Regions from separate parts of the Mus musculus genome. Here region 1 is linked to region 2. The links are chromatin contacts, called in public HiChIP or PLAC-seq maps. All regions are on one chromosome and are shown on one strand. Each heading gives the region's core, a stretch centred on a gene start, on an enhancer-like site or on the middle of the called end of the contact. The rest is flanking DNA. Distances are from core to core; before and after follow the strand shown.

Evidence for each region. HiChIP or PLAC-seq counts read pairs in DNA pulled down with a chosen protein or histone mark.
Region 1: a contact with region 2 is called in an H3K4me3 HiChIP or PLAC-seq map of bone marrow-derived macrophages, with 2.8 times the contacts expected there. The contact joins the enhancer-like site here to the promoter of Tmem255a in region 2. A contact is called at or near these places in 17 of 39 promoter capture datasets (the 3T3-L1 cell line, 3T3-L1-derived adipocytes, the C10 cell line and 9 more), 1 of 15 datasets of contacts at CTCF or cohesin (pro-B cells), 38 of 484 Hi-C or Micro-C datasets (the AML12 cell line, the C10 cell line, the G1E-ER4 cell line and 22 more), 3 of 115 datasets of contacts at active chromatin or transcription factors (bone marrow-derived macrophages, neural tube and stem cell-derived neural progenitor cells) and 1 of 9 other capture datasets (pancreatic islet).

What each region holds. Positions count from the first base shown.
Region 1 is chrX:38,333,444-38,338,623 of GRCm38.p6, reverse strand. Atp1b4 (ATPase, (Na+)/K+ transporting, beta 4 polypeptide) reads right to left here. Exons shown (of 8, transcript NM_001290389.1): 8 at 1,840-5,063. The coding sequence ends at 4,902. Among named protein-coding and RNA genes, the nearest start is that of Atp1b4, 20 kb to the right of the region's middle. Within about 2 kb of position 3,538, at least 16 of the 459 cell types and tissues checked have an H3K27ac peak or open chromatin away from gene starts, as enhancers often do. A contact at or near this core is called in the G1E-ER4 cell line and bone marrow-derived macrophages, where this site is marked.
Region 2 is chrX:38,248,711-38,253,802 of GRCm38.p6, reverse strand. It overlaps Tmem255a (transmembrane protein 255A), which reads left to right and starts at 1,322. Exons shown (of 10, transcript NM_172930.4): 1 at 1,322-1,559. The coding sequence starts at 1,502.

The DNA.
Region 1 (5,180 bases), core at 2,289-4,788, 83 kb before region 2:
TCTAGGAGTGGCAAGTGTTCAGCCACTGCTAGGCTGGGTTACTATGTTATTTGCATTTCCCTTCATCTATGCTTCCTTTTTTTGTTTGTTTGTTTTTTTTTTTAATTTTTTATTAGGTATTTATTTCATTTACATTTCCAATGCTATCCCAAAAGTCCCCCACACGCTCCCCCCCAACTCCTCCACCCACCCACTCCCACTTCTTGGCCCTGGCGTTCCCCTGCACTGAGGCATATAAAGTTTGCACGACCAATGGGCCTCTCTTTCCAGTGATGGCCAACTAGGCCATCCTCCACTACATATGCAGCTAGAGACAAGAGCTCCGGGGTACTGGTTAGTTCATATTGTTGTTCCACCTATAGGGTTGCAGATCCCTTTAGTTCCTTGGGTGCTTTTTCTAGCTCCTCCATTGGGGGCCCTGTGATCCATCCAATAGCTGACTGTGAGCATCCACTTCTGTGTTTGCTAGGCCCCGTATGCTTTCTTTAAATGATAGTTTTGTAACTAAGCCTTCTTCTGATTATTATCAAGTTACCCATTGCTATTTACTTCTTGCTGGGACTCTGATTAATGTTTTGCTCATTAAGGAACCTATAAGACAGTACATTCTGAAGAGAAATCTGCTAGGCTGTTCTTAAATTTTTTGGATCTCCCTATCAAATATTTTTGGCTTCTGCTAAAGAACTTCTTTTTCTTGATTTTGCAGTCATCAATCTTGTCTACCTTCACTGCCCCCAACACACATCACCATTTCCCCTCCCTCCATTCTATCTCTCCCTCCCCTCTTCTTCTCCCTCTCTCCTCCCTCCTTCCCTCTTCCACCCCCATACACCCTTTAACAACATGAATTTAAAACATTTCTGCATGGAGAAATGCACAGTGTAAATCACATTTTTGTATGATTTAAATTCCTTTAATATATACAGATATTTTAAGGGAAACTCAGCAAAAGAATGGACTCTAATGAAGAGGCAAGAACAGAAAAATGTATTTATCCCTTTTCTTAATATATCCCAAATGAAACATCTAGTAGATTGTCAGCTAGGGAAACTTCCAAGGAAATAAAATATCCCTGTTGCAGCCAAGCCTCTAAGTTGAATAAAGAGCTGGGGATATTTGTCTTCAGCTGCTATGTCCAGGAAAGATTCAAGTTGGGAGTCAGTTTGGGTGGTCAGATATGCCTGGAAGCCACCTAGCCAGGCTTCCATTGAGTGTTTGCAGGGATTCTATTTAGATCTTGGTTCCACCCCCCCCCCACCTCAAAGCATCACTTAGCGTGTACATGTCCTATATAAATAGAACAATTTATGGCAGGATTCAACCTTGATAAAGGAAGATGCTGGTCATGATGGGGGCCAAGTGTTTAGAAAAAGAGGGTAAAATAAAGGGGCAAAGCAAGATGGCTATGACAAAGCAGTTTTTTTGAGAAATTGAAAACTGAATACTGGAAAGAAAAATATTCTTAGATAAATCAGTTTTTATCTTCATGTCCCTATCAATCAGCAGTTCTCAACCTGTGGGTTGCAACCCCTTTCATAGGGGGTCTCCTAAGACCATTGGAAAACAGACGCAAAATTACAGTTATGAAGTACCAGTAAACTAATCTTATGGTTGGGGGGACGGGCACCACAATATGAGAAACTGTATTAAAAGGTCGCAGCATTAAGAAGGTTGAGAACTGCTGTTATAGAGAGGAAAACCAGCCTTCAGCTAATAGGTTGTCAGTTGTCAAGCTTTCCTTCCATGTGGCTTGCTGTTCAATATCCCTGTGGGTGTGTGTGGGGGGGGGAGGTGTAGGGGGTGTGGAGAGTGTGTGGAGTCAGTGATCAGATCCAGAAAGAGGGATCATACATTGCTTTTTATTTCGTTTATTGTTGGCACCAACTCCCCAAGACAGTATAAATATTTTCTACATCGAAGACTCCAAGTAAATGGATGCCTAAGGATGATTTCTTTAAAATAATGATTTCAAAGGAGTCAAAAGTGAAAACGCATACATAAACTATAGCAAGAACAAAACCATGAAGCCATGTGGAAGTAGTATTTCTCATTGACAAGTAAAGCCAAGTGCATTGCAACAGATGGTATAGAAATCAAATCCTGGTACAGCACAGTATGGGAGCCCATTTAAATTAATCAACTAGAAATTTATTGAACAGTTAGAATTGCACATGAACAAACATACTCATTAATCCAGTTCTGTATAATATCCAGTTTTGAATAAGAAAGCCATTTTTCATGTTCCAGCTGACAGCACAAACTGTCTTAGTACTTTTGAATACTTCTTTGAAACTGTGGACATTATATCTGCCACCGAATGAGAAACACATATGACAAAATCATTCCTAATTTCTTATCTAATAGTTAAACATATTCAACAGGACCATGTATTATGTATAAAATATAGCACCAGTAGTTGAATTCCTGTGAAATGTTAACTATTTTAACTCAAGTTTGACATGTTTCAGAATGTTTGGGATATGGTCTGTTGACTTTTAAAAAGATGGTACTTCCTGGTAAGCAGCAGCTCTGAGTTGAGAGAGCACTGGACCTGGAGTCAGATGCAATGCAGGTTGTTTCCCTTAAAGATCCTTTCCAGATCAGATGCTGTATACTCTTTTGCTATTAAATCTTAAGGTTTTGATTAAGGCCATTTTTAAATGGTCTCAAGCTGTTCTCGTTTTCATTTTTTATTAGTTTTCTGTTCAAAGGCTAGGAAACTTGAACTTTGTGAGAAAGTAACTCCGGAGGAGTCGGGATTTTTGTGTTGGTGTCTTATGTAGCCCTGCCGTCCCGCTCATCTTCTGTTGCTTGTTAAATGCTGTCTGCCCCTCACTAGTATGGAGAATATTTAGAAGGGCTCTGCAAGGGAGACTCCCAAGAGTAATAGCAGCCCATTCTGCAACAAGACCCAGAGAAAAGCACCACATTAGGAGCTAGATCAGTGTGTTTACATAACTGGCTCAAGTTCCCAAGATTAAATATTTCCTAAATGAGTTCACATCATCAAATGTTGCTTTTGTCTTCTGCTTTCCTTCTCTTCTACTCTACATGTGTTCATATCTCTACATCAGTGTCTGACCAGAGGAACTCACAAGATAAAACTGTCCCAAAGTGACCTCAACAGCTTCCTTTCCAATCTCTTTCTCTTTTATTCCTCGATTATCAATATCACTATCTCATTGATTTTTGCCAAGCTCAAAATCCTGGGCTCATTTGTCCACTCTTCCTCCTCTCCCCCAATTCCTGTCTTGGTTTTGTCCTTTCTGTCATGGATTCACTCCTGATGTTATGACTGCCCCAGTGCTCTTGATCAAATGCAAATGTGCTTACAGGGATTTCCTGATTAAACCACTTTAAAGACTCCCTTTCTCTCAACATCTCTAAGTACTTGTGCGATTCAGTCTCCTCATCCTTCCCGTGAGCTCTCATGTGAACTGTTCAGAATCACCAAAGCACAAGATGTCTTCATGCTTATGGCTTCGAATGTGTCATTTCCTCTGTTACTGTCACAGCTGGAGAGAGTCATTGTGCCTCATGTTTCCCATAGCATTTCCGTATACTATTTTTAGGTCTCTTGTCACCCTACATTATAGCCAGGTTTCACTTGTCTTTCCCCATTAGTCTTCCAGTTCCCTAATTTGGGAGAAACTAAACATTGTAGAGTAGATCAGATTCTGCAGCCTTGTAAGTGGAATTTAAGTTTGCTTTGGACCCTGAGACAGGATGCTGGTCTGTAATGCTTGCCTCCTCTTTTTGTCCCAGCCCTCCCCCTGGTGGAGGTGTTAAGAAGCGATTGGAATGGTCACATGGCCAAAGATAAAAACAAAGTCACTTGGCTGATCCACAACCTGAATAAACATCTGCCTCATGTGATTTTTTTTTAAAGTAGATGCAAAACTGGCTAATGAGCATTGGCTTCAGGGAGGCCTGACAGAAGCTTTCTGTCTTGCCATGTTTTAGCTGGAGAATGCTAATTTCAATCCCCAAGGTTATAGCTGTGGGTGGGGGGTGGGGTTCAAGGCACCCATCGCTGCTTATCTCAAAGAAAACCACACAACTATCAAGCATATGGGCCAAAAAGATTTGACCAAAGAATATTTTTTTTCATGTTTTCTCTTTTGCCTGGAGTGGAGAAAAACCCGTTTGCCTTTGGATGATTAAACTACAGAGCACTCAACAACCAAGCACACCCTATGCTAACAGTTCTTCTCACTTATACTAGGATCTAACTCTCCCCACAAAACGTCTCACAGAAGGTCTTCATCTCTAGCCCAGATCAATAATGTGTCAGCTTTGCTTGCTATCCTGCTGTCCTGCTGTCCTGGCTGAAAATAATGGAGTCTTTAAATCAGTATTGAGTCACCTATGGGAGACAGCCAAATTTTCAACCCCCCCCCCCCAGATATAAAGTTCTGTAGAGAGAGTAGTAGTCTTGGTTGGTCTGATGTTGGTTTCTGAGAAAAGACCTTGACAGGCAGTTTTAAAGATGTCTATGGGTTGGTTAGATTCTGGGAATAGTATCACCTCTAAAACCAACATATTTTTAGAAAACGTGATAGAACACTCTCCTGACCATGGTGAATGCTATCAGATACTGTTTTTGTATATAGTGAGACTTCTAGCAGCAAGAATAGGTCTGAATTTGAAGTGAAGGAGCAGAAATTAATATAGTCATATTTGTCATCAGGAGAGATGATGACCTTAAAAAAAAACCAAGCAGGTCCCACAATATCACTTCATACACACGTCAAAGGCAAGGAAAGATGATCTTAGGGGTCCATCTGGCTGTGTCTTAACTGAAAAAAGGAATTGAGGGGCTACCAGGGGTGACACAAAATAGAACATAATCAGAATTAGATTATGGTGGAGTGGCTGGTGGGAGTGGCTCCCTGGAGTTCCTAGGTTTCTATGTTCAGGGTAAAGATTATCCTCCCAACAAAACGATCATTGATGACATCATTTACGATGCCTTTGCCCTTCAGCTGGCACTGTACAGGCACTGCTTGGTTCTTCACCACATCTGTAAAATGCATTGCCACCAGCGGGGAGGTGTAGTTAACCTGTAGGTGCAAGAACAATGAATTCTAAATGGGTCAAGTGGGCAGCGAGGATGGGGCAGGGGTGATGATCAGATACTCAAGGCAGGTTAGGATCGCATCAGCAGAAGAAACTGTGCA
Region 2 (5,092 bases), core at 73-2,572:
TATGAACATGTGTGTTTGTCGAGATGAGAGGTAGATGTCAGGGGTGGTCCTTAACCACTCTCTCCACCTTATTTTGTGAGACAGCATCTCCGCATTGGACCTGGAACTGGCCAGCACCCCTGGGGAATCCTCCTGTGTTTGCCTCCCCAAGGCTGGGATTACAAATAAGTGCTGTTGCACCTGATTTTTCACTTGGGTGCAGGGGCATGGGACTCAGACCTCGGGCTTGCCAAACAGATGCTTTGTATATTGACCCCCTCCCCCTAGCCTGTCTGGACAATTTTACACTTAGCTTGGATTGAGTTGTGGAAGCAGGGCTGGAGAGATGTCTCAGCCCTTAAAGGCTAGGCCTTCACAACCTAAATTAGGAGTTGTGCAAGCAGGGCCACAGAGCCTGCCTCCTTAGCAAGAGCATTTGATATCCAGGTTTGCATCTCACCTCTGTAATTTAGTAGCTGCAAAGGCATGGAGAGTTTCAACTGATACTCAGTTTCTTCATCTGCAAAATGGGTCTATGGATCATTCCTTTTTCTCCCTTACACGGCTGCTATGGTCTAAAAAAGCCTATCTTGATATAAAATCTCCTGGAACAAAAATACAAACTGGGGTACTGATAGAGTGTCATGTTTTCTTTAGCTGAACCTCCTTATAACTCTTGGGGGGGGTTGTTGCTTTTCAAATTATCAGTTGTGATGAATAAGGCTGTGTTCTCTGTCTCTAACTGTATAATTTTATACACTCCGGTCACATCCCTTCTCAGCCTTCATCGTTCTAGACTAAAGAGTGCGCATTTGTTTAATCTATCTTCATAAGGCATTCTGCCCCCCCTCCAACCACTACCATCCTTTTGATTATAGAGTGGCCCTTTTCTGGACTGTCTCCAGCTCCATTATGTTATTCTGGAAGCTGTAAGATCAGACCTGAACAAGTGTGTGTGTGTGTGTGTGTGTGTGTGTGTGTGTGTGTGTGTGCCTGTCTGTCTGTGTCACTGTGTGCATTCTCCAGCTCCGAACCTCTAACTCTGTCCCCCTCCCCAATTATGAATCTTGTAAAAGAAAAGATGATCGCCCAAGACCTTCTGTTCAAACTGGGAGAAGGCCCCTTGGCCTCAGGCTGAAGCCTCCTTTTTCTCTCTGCGCAGCTTTGGCCCCAAGGGGCGAAACGGTCTCCCTGTCTGGCAGGCTGGGAGGTGGATAACTAGGATGGGGAGGCCGAGGGGGGAGGAAGAAAGGGGGGGTCTTGCGCAAGCGCACGCTGCTGCATGGACGCCAATGCTGCTGCCTCCCGGAGCAGAGGGAGGCAGAAGAGGAGGGAGGGAGAAGAGGGGGAGGGAGGGGGAGGCGGCACTTGGGCTGCAGCTCTCAACCCGAGGCAGTCAGTCCCTCTCAGCGCTAGGGAAGACCGAGAGAGGCAGCGGCAGAGTAGGATGCTCTGCGGGGCGCCCTGAGCCAGGGGCTCTTGAAGCAGCTTCGGGGACAGGGGCAACTGGACAGCTTTCACCATGCATCAGTCCCTGACTCAGCAGCGGTCCAGCGACATGTCCCTTCCCGATTCCATGGGTAAGTCCTGTCCTCTGGGAGGCAGCAGTAAGGGGGTAAGTGCGTTGTCCCCAGGACAGCCAGCTCCTGCCTGCCCCAGTGCCAGCCAGAGAGAGGGCAACCGGGATGGGGGTCCACAAACTCGAGTATCTGGAAGGTGGACCAGAGCCCCAAGGGAGCGGCCCAGCTGTGACAAGTGTGACGCGCTTGAGATTGGAGCGCCAAGCTAGGGTTGGAGTAGCCTTACCTAGCCCGGAGTGCATGTGAGTGTGTGTGTGTGTGTGTGTGTGTGTGTGTGTGTGTGTGTGTGTACAGACTTGCAGCTGTGGTAAATCTCAGCTGTCTGGGCATCAAAACACTTCCTCCAAACCTGTGCCTTTGCTTTCGATTCGACGCTCCTTCTTTGCAAAGTCCACATCACTTCTAAGATCACGACTAATGATAATTAGAAGAAGCAGGATCTTACCCCCCCCCAACACTCACACACACACACACACACACACACACACACACACACACACACACTCACTCACTCTAGGTGATATCTTGAAATTCAGACCTGCAGTGGTCCGGGAGCTGATTTACACTTCGCAGACCCGGTGTGTGGGGTGGGGTGGTGGTGGTGGGGTGCTACTCAAGGGAATGGGGGTAGAAGAAAGGGTATGCTGGCAGGACGGGAAATCCTGGGGAATCACTCAAGACAGCACAGCCTGGACATACGTAGCAGAATGATCAGTCCTTGAATTTGATTTCTATTCTACTCCAAACGCAGAGAGAGAGAGAGAGAGAGAGAGAGAGAGAGAGAGAGAGAGAGAGAGAGAGAGAGAGAGAGAGAGAGAGAGAGAGAGAGGTGGGGGGTGGTGGTGGTGAGAGCACTAGAAAAATAGGATCCAGCGCAAGCCCGCGCATCTTCTGAAGTCGCGCTTTCCTCTTCAGCGGAATGAAGGGGGAGGGGCACCTTTCAACACCTTCCTAAAATCTAGAGGTCCGCTACCGTCTTGCACCAACTTGGAGGCCCCTCGAGGGTGCTTTTCGGTAGCTACAAACGAATTTTAAGAAATAAAAAACAAAACGAAACAAAACAAAACAATTGCCTTTCGCTGTTAGGCACCTTCCTAAGTCTTCGCTGGGAGAAGAAATTAATTTGGAGCCTTGGGTAAGAGTGAAGGGATTGTGGAGCCATAATTCCACCTAAACTTAAAAATTGTCACTTTAATCTAGCCCAATTCGTCGTTTCTATCATATTTCACATTCTGCAAAACTCCTCTGTCCCGAATCTCTGCCATTCAGTCTTCTCAGCTCTTCTCCGATGAATTTGCTGGAACATGCACAGGGGAGGGGCAAGGAGATTGAGCCCAGTGTGAGCTCTCCGCTGCCTGCAAAAGACTCAGTCGCAACAAATTTCGTTCAAGGGCCCCCGAAAGTGTTATCATCTGAACGGTGGAAGGCCTGTCAGTAGAAGCCCTGCACTTTTCATTTTTAAGGTCGTAGTTATCTGGTGCTGGATGCAAAATGAGGCCAAGGTCTGGGGTCCAAATCCGAACCCAGCAGTACCAGACTTTCCAGTACCCTCCCCGCCCCCCACTCCACCCCTCGCATACACAGGCACACAGAACTCCAAAAGCACTCCTTGCCTTGGCCAGCTGCGGCGCTACCATGGCTCAGGCGCTACAGCATGAAAGAGCTGGGCGCGAGAGGGCGAGGGTTCTGCAGAGCCCATCCCAACTGTGTGCGGCAACCACCTGCAAACCAAACCCTCCCCACCCAGAACCCCGTCTGCGGGGACTGAGCAGACTGGAGGCACAGGGCTGAAAGGCTTGCTACCTGACACTGCTTTGTGGGTTTCAGAACAAGATGAAGAGAGTTCTCTCTTGTATTCCCAGGGCCCCCAGCCTGTCTTGCATTTTTCTAAATGTCTGGGCAACAAGAAGCTGAGCTCGGCAGTGCAGGGAAGGGACTCATAGATCTCAAAAGACAAGGAACGAACAATCATCACAAATAGCGTTTGGTAAAGAATCCACAGGCCAAACTCAGTAGAAAATTCTTGAGTAGAGTAATAGATAATTCTAGGTTCCCACAGTGTGGACAGGGGAGTCTCCCCGGAGTTCCCTGGCGCTGGGCCCACAGCCTAGGCCTGAATCAGCATCTAGCATCTAGGATACTCCACTTAACTAAGCTCTGGGTTAGTGTTCTGCCTCGAAGGGCAGCATTTCTGAGGGGATTCCTTTTACGGGCAAGACACAATCGTAGTCCCCAAAATTAAATGTCACACACACACACACACACACACACACACACACACACACACACACACCACCGCCCGCACCAGGGTGCCTGCACTACTTTTGCGGGCTGCTCTGAAGGAAGCAGACAGGGAATTGTGAAGATAGTAATTTGACTCCTGCGCACCTCCAACAGCTCCCAGCAACCCCCTCCTCCACTTTGGCAACAGCGCCCCCAAGCGCTGATACACCGCTACTACATCAGAGCATCCTCTTCACTTCCAACAGCACATTTGTAATTTACTGAGCCTTTTTTTTTTTTGATATCTCCATGTCCTGAGTAATTTACTAAAAAGGTGAAGGTAGTAGATTTCAGCACCTTTAGGTAAACGTTTGTGAGACCTGCAGAGCATTAAGGTTCTTGTGTGGGCAGCCACCTGTTTCCAGGGATGCTCGAGGCTGGGACTTGCTGAGATCCACTCTGCGGCAAAGCTGACCCAGGTAAGCAAATCCAAATCCATTCAAACCTTCGAACCTGAGAATTAATACGTCACCAACATCGCAGCGTGCCAAGCATTTTTGCAACATTCCAATAAACATTGCACACTCTCTTTTAGGAAGGGGCTATCAAGAAATACGTACAAGGTAAAGCACAAGCGCGCAGAGGCAGCATCCTATCTTATAGCAACTCCCAGCTTGGCTCCTTTCAGATACGAAATCCTGGAAATGGTGGACACCGTATGGGTTGTGGAAGAAACCTGCTGTCACAGTTTATATACTTATTGAGTAAGGCTTCTAGGCCATTAGAAACCAAGCTAATGGGTGGTTAGAGTAGCTGGAGCTTGATTAAGATAAACTTTGTGGTGAAGGAAGTTTTGAGCTTGCTTCAAATGAGGGGAGGAATTCAGATTCAAATAGAGATGAGGGTTTTGATTAGGGGGACCAAGGGAGGGGCAAGACGATCCTATCTGGAAGGGTGAAGCACACCTCCAGAGCTCCATCACATACCTCCTCTGGTATCTGGCATGGAGGTGGGGCACTGCAGAGAGGGAGGGTTGCAGCGGTTCTGCAGAGAGGCTACTGGGGGGTGCAGGCAGTGCCAATGATGAGATTTTGGACTCTCACTGCTATTGCTTGCAATAATAGTAGTTTAAATACTAGGTACCACGTAGACAGGGTGGTGAAGCGCTTGCGGTTTTGACACATTAGCCACCGAGTTTTCAGTTCTGGGGAGCATTCAGAGTGTGCTCTATTTCCAAAAGTTAATCCTATGAGCATAGCCACATCCATTTGCACGATTCCTCCAACCGACTCTTTCTACTAGAAGGAAAG